Regions from separate parts of the Ovis aries genome. Here region 1 is linked to region 2. Evidence: chromatin contacts called from public Hi-C data. All regions are on one chromosome and are shown on one strand. Each heading gives the region's core, a stretch centred on a gene start, on an enhancer-like site or on the middle of the called end of the contact. The rest is flanking DNA. Distances are from core to core; before and after follow the strand shown.

Region 1 (7,386 bases), core at 3,672-6,171, 60 kb before region 2:
TCCTGCCTCATCCTTCAGGAATCCTGCCTTGACCGTCTATTCGGAAGTGATTTCTCTTCCAATATGAACAGCAGTTCTCTGTCCTGTTGATTTAGCCCTTGTGATTGGCTCCCTTGGATACGCTTTGATAGGCTTGTCTTACCTTCTAAAGGAGGTTATAAATCTCCCTGAGAGTGAGAACTGTATGTACCCCACTCCCTGGAAGGCTGTATCATTCACTTGGGGGCCATGTAATGGCAGGCCCATTGATCCATGAACATTCTTCCACAGAGATAAATTCTGATCACTCTTCCACTCAACTTAGCATGTCACTAAAAGTGCAGTATTGGAATCTGAACATGAACTGTGAATGTGATAAAGTGAAGAAAACTAGGGAAAGGAAATAAGCAGCTAACCCTTATTTTATCATTTGGATCATAGGGCTAGGTTTCCTTTCTGGTGCTTTTCCTAAGACAACATGGGAAATAGCAGCGTGAGGTCTGGAGTCAGACCCTGGATTTGAAATCTGACCCTGTTACTTGTTGTTGGCTGTGTGACCTTGGGCAAATCACCGAGCCCTCTGAATTTCAGTGTCCTCACATTTACAATAGAGAAAGCGGAAATGACTAATTGGATTGTCGTGAGGAATGAAGGGGGGCTTTCCTGGTGGTGGTAGTGGGAGAGTCCGCCTGCCAATGCAGGAGACTTCTGGCAGGTTACAGTCCATACGTTGAAAAGCGAGATACTCTTAAAGCTCTTTGCAGAGTCTCTGCATGTATGAAGCTCTTTAATTATTCCCAGGCATTGTTTTTCCACAGCTCTGTCCTTAAATGGGCACCAGATCTCGGCATTTAGGACTGACCGGGTCCTCTTCACCCTACTGCTGTGCATTAGCCATCCATCCTGACTGGGTCAACAAACAACACTACAGAATTCAGTTCAGTTCAGTCGCTGAATTGTGTCCAACTCTTTGCGACCCCATAGACAGCAGCATGCCAGGCTTCCCTGTCGATCACCAGTTCCCGGAGTTTACTCAAACTCATATTCATTGAGTCGGTAATGCCATCCAACCATCTCATCCTTTGTCGTCCCCTTCTCCTCCTGCCTTCTTCAGTCTTTCCCAGCATCAGGGTCTCTTCAGATGAGTCAGTTCATCACATCGTGTGGCCAAAGTATTGGAGTCTCAGCTTCAGCATCAATCCTTCCAATGAATATTCAGGATTGATTTCCTTTAGGATGGACTGATTGGATCTCCTTGTAGTCCAGGGGACTCTCAAGAGTCTTCTCCAACACCACAGTTCAAAATCATCAATTCTTCGGCGCTCAGCTTTCTGGATAGTCCAACTCTCACATCCATACATGACTACTGGAAAAACCATAGCTTTGACTAGATGGACCTTTGTCGGCAAAGTAACGTCTCTGCTTTTTAATATGCTCTCTAGGTTGGTCATAACTTTTCTCCCAAGGAGTAAGCGTCTTTTAATTTCATGGCGGCACTCACAATCTGCAGTGATTTTGGAGCCCCAAAAAAAAAAGTCTGACACTGTTTCCACTGTTTCCCCATCTATTCCCCATGAAGTGATGGGACCAGATGCCATGATCTTAGTTTTCTGAATGTTGAGTTTTAAGCCAACTTTTTCACTCTCCTCTTTCATTTTCATCAAGAGGCTCTTCAGTTCTTCTATGCTTTCTTCCATAAGGGTGGTGTCATCTGCATATCTGAGGTTATTGATGTTCCTCCCAGCAATCTTGATTCCAGCTTATGCTTCTTCCAGCCTGGCATTTTGCATGATGTACTCTGCATATAAGTTAAATAAGCAGGGTGACAATATACAGCCTTGACGTACTCCTTTTCCTATTTGGAACCAGTCTGTTGTTCCATGTCCAGTTCTAACTGTTGCTTCCTGACCTGCATACAGATTTCTCAAGAGGCAGGTCAGGTGGTCTGGTATTCCCATCTCTTGAAGAATTTTCCAGAGTTTATTGTGATCCACACAGTCAAACGCTTTGGCATAGTCAATAAAGCAGAAGTAAATGTTTTTATGGAACTCTCTTGCTTTTTCTGGAGAAGGCAATGGCACCCCACTCCAGTACTCTTGCCTGGAAACTCCCATGGATGGAGGAGCCTGGAAGGCTGCAGTCCGTGGAGTAGCTAAGAGTCGAGCACAAGTAAGCCACTTCACTTTCACTTTTCACTTTCATGCATTGGAGGAGGAAATGGCAACTCACTCCAATGTTCTTGCCTGGAGAATCCCAGGGATGGGGGAGCCTGGTGGGCTGCCGTCTGTGGGGTCACACAGAGTCAGACATGACTGAAGCAACTTAGAAGCAGCAGCTTGCTTTTTCGATGATCCAACAGATGTTGGCAATTTGATCTCTGGTTCCTCTGCCTGTTCTAAATCCAGCTTGAACATCTGGAAGTTCACGACTCACGTACTGTTGAAGCCTGGCTTGGAGAATTTTGAGCATTACTTTACTAGCAATTGTGAATGCAATTGTGAGTGCAATTGTGAGTGCAATTGTGCGCCTTTCTTTGGGATTAGAATGAAAACTGACCTTTTCCAGTCCTGTAGCCACTGCTGAGTTTTCCAAATTTGCTGACATGTTGAGTGCAGCACTTTCACAGCATCATCTTTCAGGATTTGAAACAGCTCAACTGGAATTCCATCACGTCCATCAGCTTTGTTCATAGTCATGCTTCCTAAGGCCCACATGACTTCACATTCCAGGATGTCTGGCTCTAGGTGAGTGATCATACCATTGTGATTATCTGGGTTGTGATGATCTTTTTTGTATAGTTCTTCTGTGTATTCTTGCCACCTCTTCTTAATATCTTCTGCTTCTGTTAGGTCCATACCATTTCTGCCCTTTATTGTGCCCATCTTTGCATGAAATGTTCCCTTAGTATCTCTAATTTTCTTGAAGAGATCTCTAGACTTTCCCATTCTATTGTTTTTTTCTATTTTTTGCACTGATCACCGAGGAAGGCTTTCTTATCGCTCCTTGCTATTCTTTGGAACTCTGCATTCAAATCAGTATATCTTTTCTTTTCTTGTTTGCCTTTTGCTTCTCTTCTATTCACAGCTATTTGTAAGGCCTCCTCAGACAACCATTTTGCCTTTTTGCATTTCCTTTCCTTGGGGATGGTCTTGATCCCTGCCTCCTGTACAATGTCACAAACCTCCATCCATAGTTCTTCAGGCACTCTGTCTATCAGATCTAATCCCTTGAACCTATTTGTCATTTTAGCCCTCTGCAGTTTGCGGGATCGCCAAGAAAGGAGATGATGAATGCCCTACCCACAGCAGCTACATTTTAATAGAGCCATAGGAAGCAGAAATGCAGACCTGTCATCTCCTCCCCACTCTCCAAACACCATTTATAGCAGGCATGTGGTTCCAAACTGGAGACAGTTGGGGAAGAGTCGCCTGTGCTAGTCTGCTAATATAATGCCTCCGGGTCTCTCGCGTAGGGAACTCTCTTGTTAACAACAGGTTCCCTTCATCCACCACCTCCAAGAGAATCCACTTACTCATTTTTACTCTTGTTAACCTGGGGCTCCAGCTTAGTCCCGCCCACCTATTCTTTCTTCTTTACACTTTCTCAGCTGTTTATCAGTTCAAGGACAAACTTGAGTTTTCAGATTTAAACACGGACTCTCCTGCAGGATGAGGATTTGGGGTTGATGTAAGCAGTGAACAGATAGAGAAGTTCCTGGTATTAACCATGGGCACTGAATCTGGTCTGAGTCACTGAACTTGGGCTTTAAGGCTCTTTCCTTTTCTACTTGGTCAGCCAACTTTTCAATAAGGTCCTTGAAAACACCTGGTGTTTTCTGGTGAGCCTGGGGTTTTATTTCTGTTTCTAGTTAAAACTGCATTCTTTGGAACCATCTAAATTCTTAAAATAGTTATTCTCCTGAATTCTTTGCTTTTAAAGTCCTGCTGCTGCTGCTGCTAAGTCGCTTCAGTCATGTCCGACTCTATGCGACCCCATAGACGGCAGCCCACCAGGCTCCCCCATCCCTGGGATTCTCCAGGCAAGAACACTGGAGTGGGTTGCCATTTCCTTCTCCAATGCATGAAAGTGAAAAGTGAAAGTGAAGTCGCTCAGTTGTGTCCAACTCTTAGCGACCCCATGGACTGCAGCCCACCAGGCTTCTCCATCTGTGGGATTTTCCAGGCAAGAGTACTGGAGTGGGGTGCCATTGCCTTCTCCGTTTAAAGTCCTACACATAATATTTATCTCCTGAGACCCCAGGCTAGGATAAATGCTTATTCTGGTTTTCACATGTGTAAACCCAAATATCACAGAGATGTAGCTAAGGGTATAATCCCAATTTACCACCTGGTCAGCATTCCACTCCCCCTCAAAAAAAAAAAAAAAAGGCAGTCTTTAAAAAAATTTCAGTTATTTATTTAGCTGTGCCAGGTGGCACATGGAATCTTGCTTGCATCATCTGGGATCTTTTGTTGTGGTACATGGCATGGCCTCTCTGGTTGTGGCACACGGCTCAGTAGTTACAATGTGCAGGCTTACTTTACTCCACATGTGGGATCTTAGTTCCCTGACCAGGGATCAAACCCACGCCCCGTGCATTGCAAGGCGGAATCTCAACCAATGGACCACCAAAAAAGTACCCCTCCCGCCCCCGCCAAACAATCTTGACATAAGATGTGATAATAACTCTCCATAACTCTTCCTTTTATTTTTTAATGTGTACACAGGTTGACTAGTTCCTTTTTCAATTGACGTTTTGAAGCCGTTAAACTGGTTTCTTTATATCAATGGCCAAAACAAATGATCATGAATAAAATCTCACAGGAAAAAAAAAAGTGCATTATTTTCTCTTCAAAGTTAAATCACTTAAACTTTGGACAGACTGTGTTGTAGGCAGAAGAACATGCTGGTACCATCCAAACACATAAGACACAACCATCCTGGACAGAATTTCCATTTGCGTGGACCTGACTGGAGTCAAATATTTCATGGACTGGTGTCAGTAATCTCTATAAATAACTATTGGTGTTAATGATTAAAAGAACTACTACCAAGCCCTTTGGCACTGGGTAAAGTGTTTCTGGAAGCAGCCAGAAGAAACAAGCTTATACAGTGCAGGAGAGGGGAACAAAGTTAGCAAAAGAAGAGAATGTAGGTGAAGTCCTGGACCAGAAAGGATTTCTCTCTCAGAGTAGTCAGGAATTAAGCCAGGAACTTGGTGCAGCTGGAGTGCTGACTATAGGTCCAAAAAGAGTTGACTTGGGGGATCAGGTCCAGGAAGAGACTTAGTGAGTTTGTGGAGGGGGACTGCCCTTGGCCCCCAGGCACACAAAGCCAGCCAACGTGTAGCTCTGCAACGGGAAAACATGGAAGTGTGAAGTGTTAGTCGATCAGTCATATCTGACTCTTTGCGACCCTGTGGACTGTAGCCCACCAGGCTCCTCAGTCCATGAAATTCTCCACGCAAGAATACTGGAGTGGGTTTCCATGCCCTCCTCCAGGGGATCTTTCCCACCCAGGGATCGAACCTGCAACTCTTGCATCTCCTGAATTGGCAGACGGGTTCTTTACTGCTGATCCACCTGGGATAATTTGCCCCAGTTATACGTGCATGCACTTATCTTTAGCTCCTTAGTTTCCTTGTATTTTGTTTCCCAAGGAGACACTTGTCCAGGTGTGAGCTCTGCAGCAAAGTGTTCCAGATCCAAGCCTGTCTCACTCCGCCATGTCAAAGAGAAAGAGGTAGGTAGGTTCTATACCCCCTAGAGAAAGAGGTTCTACACCCCTCTGGAGATTGTGAACCAGCCCAGTGCACATTGCCGCAAGGGCACTCAGTGGAAAAGGCAGGGAGAGGACAGACGTGGAGCAAAATTCCTCCTGCAAGAAGCTTTGAGTTTAGCTACGAAGACAGACCAATGATTTGTGCAAAACATCTCATGAACCAATGAAAATAGTATAAAATAAAACACAAGTCTTTTGTGGTACAGTCTATCAGAACAGGCATTCACAAGGCTGGAAATACGATAGTGAAAGGAGCAAAGAATTTAGAGTAAAAAAAAAGAAACATCTGCAGAATAAAAGAATGGAGCCTCAGCCATTGAATTGAGGCCTCAAGGGGCAGATCCAGAGCCTGGATAATGTGGTGTCCCTTTAAATCAATATTGTTTAATAGAGGGGTGACAAAAGATGATGCCCATTTCCATCAGTGAAAATGAACTCTCTCTTTAGGCTCAAATGAAGGATTTATTATTTGCATGAAATATAACAGAATATTTTACTTACTTGGAATTGTCTTTTGTTTCACAGTTTTTCCAGCATTTAGAACTGGAAAGCATTAGTCACTCACACTTAGCCATGAGCAGAGAAAACTTACTCGGATCTAGTTACACAGACTTGTTCAAGATATGGTTCTAAGAAAATATTTTTCTTAAATCACTGGAAGGGTCGCATAGTATGTGAAAAGCAACTGTTATTTTTAATCTAAGTATTTAATTAACTCCATTAGCATTCCAGACATTAGCAAGAATGTACTCATGCATCACTTATATAATCTATAATGTGAATATATGTATATATGTAAGTGCTTTAAAGTTTTCTTTCCAGTACTTATTTATTGGCTTCACACCAATAAAACATTTACTACATTTCTGCAGCTTTTGTTCTCTCTTCATTTTTCCTTTCCAACCAGATGAGTTTTATGTGAAGTATATTAAAGGAATTAAAACATATATATATATATATACATATATATATATATATATTTAAATCTGTTTCCCTGCACAATGTCACATACTTTTGGTTTCAGAATTCAGCTGCCAATTTCAGGTCCTCTTGGAACTAGGGCAGGACTCTGATTACACCAAGAAACAGGCCTGTGTAGATCACAGAAACTCTCAGCTAAGATAAATCTGCAGCCCTGGGAATGTTTTTACATTTCTATCCAAGGAAGCTTCCTTCTTGAGTGGGAATAGAACCAGTTTACATTTCATCACTAGTTTTGAGAGTGTTGGTAGAAACGTGAGTGAAAGGGAACAGAATCTCGGGTTTATTCCCGGGATATTTGAGCGCCTCTGTGGATTGAGGCCTGGGACAGCTGACCCTGCCTTTCTGGCTCTTCATTTGTGATTGTGCTCATGCCGCTGAAACTCTAAAACTCATTTTCCGTATCTCTATGAGGATATTCATATCTACAGAATCTACCTCGTTGGGTCCCCTGAAGCTCAACTGAGATAAAAAATGTGAAAACATTTTTGTAAACTGGACAAAGTTGGCCATAGGTAAGCTGTTACCTTGTGAGAGGGGGAAAATGTTAGATTGGCAAAGAAGGGCTCCAGTGAGAATCCTGACTTATATCACCCGTCAGCTTCTTGGCAACACTTCTCTTGAACACATGGCTCAGAATATATA
Region 2 (6,883 bases), core at 2,881-5,380:
TCCATGGGGTTGCAAACAGCTGGACACAACTGAGCGACTTAAGACTACTAATACATACATATATATATTTGCATGTATATATATATATATATATTTGCATGTATATATATATATATAGGAGAAGGAAATGACAACCCACTCCAGTACTCTTGCCTAGAGAATCCCATGGATGGAGGAGCCTGGTAGGCTACAGTCCATGGGGTCGCAAAGAGTCGGACACGACTGAGTGACTTCACTTTCACTTTTCATATATATATATATACCCACATAGAAATGTATATATGTATGTGTGCATAACTGAACCACTTCTATACAGCAGCCATTAACACAATGTTGTGTTAATATATCTATATATATATATACACACACAGTCATCTTGAGACAAGCCTGGGACCTGGGACACTTTACTTCACTGTGGCAATGCTTGCACCTGGATACACCTCTCCTCAAGAAATAAAATAGAAAGGAACTATACAGGACTAGGGACTAAAAATAACTGTGGTTCAGTTGGGGCAAATTCTGGATCCAAAAGATACAAAGAAATTAAAAAAAACCTGCCACTTTTGAAGAGCCTGGAGGAAAAGTTGGGGGTGGGGAGCATGCCCCCTGCACGCAATACCACCAAAAGGGTGGGCAAAGCACCTAAGCCACCCCTTAAACCCAACCCCTGGACACACCCTACCCTCACCCCATAGAAGGAACAAGCTTGCCCTCCCAGCAGGGGAATGAGCAAGCAAGGGAACATGTTGTTTGTTCTTGTTCCCCTTTGCCGCAGGAGGGACCCCAATAAAGCCTTGCTTGAATTTCTCATCTGGCCGCTAGTCAATTTCTATTGATTGGGAAAGGCCAAGAACCCTGTTTGGTAGCAACAGGATATTGAATATAGTTCTCTGTGCTCTACAATAGGACCGTGTTGCTTATCCTTTCTATATATAAAGGCTTACATCTGCTAACCAGTTATCCTCCCCCTCCTCCTTCCATCTTGGCAACCACCAGTCTGTTGAGCAGCTTTCTATGTTGTCTTAAGACACTCAGGATTATCCTGAGAGTCCTGAGGCTCCTCCACTGGATGGTTTCACGGAAGAGAGTGACATGGTCAGTTTTTATGTTGGACGGATAACTCTGGCAAAACTACCGAGGATGAATTTCATACATAATGACTGAGGCAGGGAGGCCTGAACCAGGCTGGGTTACTAGGGAGGCAGACAACACCTCCGGGAGGTGTCTGGGAGGTGAAACCCATAAGACTGAATGATAGGCTGGAGGGAGAGTAAGGCAAGGACATCGAGGTCTCTGGCTTCAGGAAGTGGGTACATGGGGTGCTCTCACTCAGGCCTTGCCCAAAGTAGTGTCTGTTCTGCCTCAGGCTGGCCTCAGCTGCCCTGTGTGTTCCCTTTGTTAACACTACATAAATCAAGCCTTTATTTCTTGCCTACATTCTTGAAGTAGCCTTTTAATCTTTTCCAATCCACCCTACACATCACTGCCAAAGTAATCTTCCAGGGACAGCTGAACAAGAATCTTCAGTGGTTTCCCATTGCATATTGAATAATCTCTACATTCTATAGTCTGATTACTGATATTTGTTGTTGAGGGGCGTGAGGAGAGGGGGTAAGAATGGAGACAAGCTCCTTGTTCTTAAAAGAGCCTAATTTTCCAGAGATCGTGAGGCACGTGACATGTAGTTAAATGTCAAATGGTCTCTGGAAGGGGAAAGAAGGCAGTCTCCTACAGGTGACCCAAGGTAACCCATCAAGTTTTTCCAGGTGTGTTCTCCATTCTCTCCTGCATCTGGTCTTTCCATATTGGTCTCTTCGCTGCCTGAAAATGACTCCGCTCTCTCACCTCTGTATCTTTCCTGTCTCTATCACCTCTGCCTGGCATACATTACCCCACATTTCTGCCTGTTGAAGTCCTACCCATCTGTCAACATTAAGCCCCAGTACAAGGGCTCTGTGGAGTACCCTACCCAGAGAGGACCCTCCAAAAACATTTTACCTTTCTAAGGGCACTTGGTACATTTTACTGTGCACAGAACTCACCATGCCTCATATTTTATTGCTTCCACTAGACTGAGAGCAGAGATGCAAAACCAGAAGCCTTAGGTGTCAGTCCAGCCCACAGATGTGTTTTATTATTTTGAACTCTTTTTAAAAATCAAAATTAATGTATTAAAAATTATAACCTATATCAAACATACAGAAAAGTACAGAAGATAATGTTATGTATACTTGAGACCTAGCGCCAAAAAGGAACAGATTGCCTTCAATCCCTCACTGCCCATTTTTAAAGAAATAAGCTATTACACATAAAATTTGAGCACTAACCCACACTGGTCCCATTCCCAGAACTGGTCTTCACACTGTTTTTAAAATTTAGAATTACTTGACAGTATTTAGAAATCAAAAGATTTCACATAAAAAATTAGGAAACTTTGCTTTCCTTGTCAGAGAAGGCAATGGCGACCTACTCCAGTACTCTTGCGTGGAAAATCCCATGGGTGGAGGAGCCTGATAGGCTGCAGTCCATGGGGTCGCTAAGAGTCAGACACGACTGAGCAACTTCACTTTCACTCTTCACTTTCATGCATTGGAGAAGGACATGGCAACCCACTCCAGTGTTCTTGCCTGGAGAATCCCAGGGACAGAGGAACCTGGTGGGCTGCCGTCTATGGGGTCACACAGAGTCGGACACGACTGAAGAGACTTACCAGCAGCAGCAAGGAGACTTACCTTCTCCTTGAAGAGTCAGAAGGTCTGGTGACTTGGGGTATATTCCCACTTGAGTCATGGGAAGGGGGCTCTGTGACTGCTGCCCCCCAAGATGAAGTATGTGCTCCCCTGCACACCACACTCCCCACCATTCCCTGAGGCCTCTTAGCCCTTGCCTGCCTCATTTACACATGGTACCTGGCTCCTGCAGGCATGTGAGTTTGCCATCTTTATGTAAGATCTTTGAAGTCAAAAGCTTTTTATTACTGGAACTGAACCACAACTTGCTGGATGACTTTGAGCAAGTTATTGACCTCTCTGTCTCCATTTCCTTGAGTATCAGGCTAGGATAATAAGCGTACCTACTTTTGGATGTTGACTGAGTATTATTATATATACATGGGACTTCCCAGGTGGCACTGGTGGTAAAGAACCTGCCTGACAATGCAGGAGATGAAAGAGATGCAGGTTCGATCCCTGAGCTGGGAAGATTCACTGGAGGAGGGAATGGCAAGCCACCTCAGTGTTTTTGCTTGGAGAATCCTATGGGCAGAGAAGCCTGGTGTGCTATGGTTCATAGGTCCACACAGAGTCCAACATGACTGAAGTGACTCAGCAGGCACAGGCGGTGCTAGTGGTACAGGACCTGCCTGGCAATGCAGGAGACATAGGAGATGTGGTTTGATCCCCGGCTTGGGAAGATTCCCTGGAGGAGGAAGTGGCAACCCACTCCAGTATTCTTGCCTGGGAAATCCCACAGACAGAGGAGCCTGGCGGGCTGCAGTTCACGGGTCTGCAAAGAGTCAGACAGGACTGAACGACTGAGCACACACACACTCACAAAGTGTGTTAGAACCATCCTTCGTTCATAATTTTGCTGGTTGAGGTTCACCTTCTTTTCTCCAAAACCCTCAGGGCTGGATACATTTTGGAATTCAGATTTCTTTTGGATTTTAACAAGGTAATAAGGGTATGTATCATATATTACAGTACACCCCAGCAAGATCCAGGTTAGCCCCTTGTCATTAAACACACTGAAATTTCTGCAGAAAAAAACCTAGAGTACACATGAAGTGTGATCCAGACTTAAATTGCTCCATCCATTCTGGGGTGGGCCAGGCTGCCTACAAACATTCAGGCCTTCGGGGAGAAGGTAGGTCTCGATCCCAGAGCTCCCAGACTGGGACTCTTTTGGGGATATTTGGGATTTCTTAGCAGAAATTGTGAGGTTGGGTTTTGTCACTGTCCTCATCTGTTTGTTAATAAAGTAACAGAATATTGTAGCTGTCCTGCAGCTGCGGGGTCTGCCTTCCTCCAGCCCCTTTAGGTCCTTTGTCGCTTTTCTGCCCCTCCTTCCCCGGGCCAGCCACCCTCCTGCCAGCTCCACCTCGGCCCTCTGAGGCGTGCCTCCTCCAGCTTGGGGGGCAGTCTAAACTACCTAATCTCCCCGGGCAAACCCTTCTCACCTGTCGGACCTGTGTCCTCTCTGCTCTCCCCGCTCCTCCTCTCTCCCAGCCCCGCCCCCGCCTGCCCCACCACTGCTCAGCTTCCCGCTGCCTGGACCCGCTCACTCACTTCCTGCCTAAGTCCCATCTCCCTCCTCCAAGACCTAGCTGCGGTCCCACCTCGTCCTTGAGGCTTTTCCCAATAGCTTCTGTTCAGCTCCGTTCTCCAGACTCAGTACCCAGAGCACTTAACCGGTGGCTGAGCACGTGCCTGGCTTTCGCTGACTCATTCAGCCGTACCCCACGCGGTCACCCAGGTGTGTGTGGCGGGGGGCGGGGGCGGGGGCGGGGAGGGGAGAGGCGCTGCGGGGCGGTTTCCTTCTTCCCTCCGGGTCTCTGCTGCCCCCGTGCGGTGCTTTCCCTGTAGTGCACCTGGGGCTCCTGTGCACGAGCTCGGACCACCCCGCGCGGGAGTCAGGGAGCATAGTGTCAGTAAGGACGCGGCTTCGTTGGTCAAAGCATTCCCAGGTCTTTATGCTTATTCAGTAGAGACCAACAGTCGGGCAGATCCGCTCTCCTCTTTCTTCTCTCACATCAACCCCCGCTTGCCCTTTGGTGACAACGCCACCTCCCTCCCCTGGGAGAACAGCTCTGAAGGGTTTATGTTTGTGGGATTTCACTAGACTAAAAACGGCTGGAGGGAACTTTTGTCTCAGCCTCCATCACCCTCCTTTCCTTCCTTCCTTATCGGCATAAACATATGAGGGTTTGCACATCACCAGGCTGGACAGAGGCTGCCTCTTGTGTTTTGTGTACTGGAGGAAGCGGGTGTTCCATCTCTCACTTTGTCTCACCCCTGGGACCATTTACTGATCTCCCAGGGCTGATCCTCTGTCCCTTGTCCCCCCCACCCCCATCCCCCTTTGGGGTTTTGAAGGTGATGGAAACCTGTTCCTCCGGGCCAGAGTGCTTTTTCCCTTTTCTCCTTAAGAGTGAATACTTAAACAATCTCCTTTGCATCAAATTCAACTGAATTCATAATCTGTAAATTCCCTGGGTAAGAGAGAGGCCATCTTGGTGTTGGGTACTACTCTTGTTGTGGCCGTGGCTCACAAAGACAGGCGACTCCCTGGTGTAGAAGAGACAGCCGCACCTCCCCTCCAACGACCCCTTCCCCGCCCCGCCCCCCCAACCTCACCCCGGGCTTCGGTTGCACGGTCCTGGTTGATCTGACAGTGTCTCTTTTGAATGCTTGTCCTCCACTCAGTTAATGGACGTGTCATCATTTAAGTCCCCAAACATGTCTCAATTGGTCTCCCTTCCTTGAGGACACTGAGAAGGATGAGAGGGCTAGTGGTTAGGGAGCGATGGAGGGAAGGGAAAGAGGCTGAGGAGGAGAGAGGGAAGGGAAGAGAGGGGGCGGGGTGAGGGAGAGATGGGAGGAGGAAGGAGGAGGAGGAGGAGCAGGAGCTAAATCTGGAGGAGCTAAATCTCTACTTTTGCACCGAGTGGGAGAGACATTTCAGGGACGTTCACATCTGTTCCCTTTACTTGCCTAGGAACCCATCATGTGGCTTCACCGAGATTTGAAAGAACGTTGAATTACTGGCTTCTGAGTTCCCGGAGGGGCCAACGCGCACATCCATCCAAGTGTGTTCTAGGGACCTTCAAGGGCACTGGTACTGGCAGCGGGGCTGGCTGCAGCTCTGCTTCTCCCTCTCCTCTCGGCTGGCGAGGGTAGGAGAACCTCCCAGATTCCGTGAGGGGCTCTCCTCAGTCCTGGGGTGTCTCCTGCCCAGGAGCGGGCAAGAAGGAGGTGACCCAAGAGATCTGGGCTCTCTCAAGAATCAATACCCTATGTCCAGTTCTCCCGCCACACCCTGGCAGCTCATTCACCAGCAGCAGACGCAATTCAGTGGCAGATAAGGGTTTTCAAGTTTATCTGGGTTAAATGTCCCGGTCTCTCACTAGTTAGTGTGATTGTGAACATGTTTCCTTATTCATAAAAGGGAATAGTCAGTCATCCCTACCTCGTAGGTTTCTGGTGAGGGTTAAATAAGTGTTATATGTGAGTCATTCAGTGGGTTCCTGAAACATAGTAAGTCCTAGTCAATCCCATTGTCCACCTCCCCAGCACTCTGCCCAACCCGGTCCCATGCTGCTTCTCTGAATAGAAAAGGCTGATATCTGGAAATGGAGGGGAAAACACAAGAGACTGTATTCACGTAAACCACAGCTTCCTCCAGATTAGTCATGAAAACGATCATTTTTATTGAGCTACATGAAGGAATATGAACTTTTAAAAGAAATGCTTCCACATTTAACAAAGAAAGTGGAACTAAGAGGCAAAACTCAAAGTTACAAGAAGCCCAAATAACTCAGAATCTGCCGCTGAGATTTTGGTACCAGCAGCTGCAGCAAATCACCTTGTCTGTCCCCTGGAGGCAGGCAGGGAAGAAAGCTTCCACTTGGGCCAGTGACCGACATGGTTTCTGGTAGCAGAAGGCAGATAGTAAGATGAGCATCTTCTAAAAGGGAGGCAGGAGGACCCAGGCTTGTGTCTATGTTACTTTCTGTATGAAGCCTCAAGGGAAGTGCTCGATCGACATTTACTAACTATACCCACATGTCCACGTCCCCATCATTGTCACTCCTAGGTCAGTGAATCTTTGTTTTCAGGGTCTCTTTATGCTGTTTCACCAGGGAGCCAATCCATTCCTTGGTTTT

What was found. A called contact is a pair of places that touch in the nucleus more often than the background predicts.
Region 1: a contact with region 2 is called in a Hi-C map of liver, with 4 times the contacts expected there. The contact joins two enhancer-like sites. A contact is called at or near these places in 14 of 16 Hi-C or Micro-C datasets (blood, hypothalamus, liver and 7 more).

What each region holds. Positions count from the first base shown.
Region 1 is chr1:97,026,561-97,033,946 of ARS-UI_Ramb_v3.0, reverse strand. No RefSeq gene overlaps it. Among named protein-coding and RNA genes, the nearest start is that of ZNF697, 17 kb to the right of the region's middle. Within about 2 kb of position 4,921, at least 8 of the 54 cell types and tissues checked have an H3K27ac peak or open chromatin away from gene starts, as enhancers often do. A contact at or near this core is called in liver, where this site is marked.
Region 2 is chr1:96,966,693-96,973,575 of ARS-UI_Ramb_v3.0, reverse strand. It overlaps HSD3B1 (hydroxy-delta-5-steroid dehydrogenase, 3 beta- and steroid delta-isomerase 1), which reads right to left. Exons shown (of 3, transcript NM_001135932.1): 3 at 6,815-6,883. The coding sequence ends at 6,815. Among named protein-coding and RNA genes, the nearest start is that of HSD3B1, 12 kb to the right of the region's middle. Within about 2 kb of position 4,130, at least 13 of the 54 cell types and tissues checked have an H3K27ac peak or open chromatin away from gene starts, as enhancers often do. A contact at or near this core is called in liver, where this site is marked.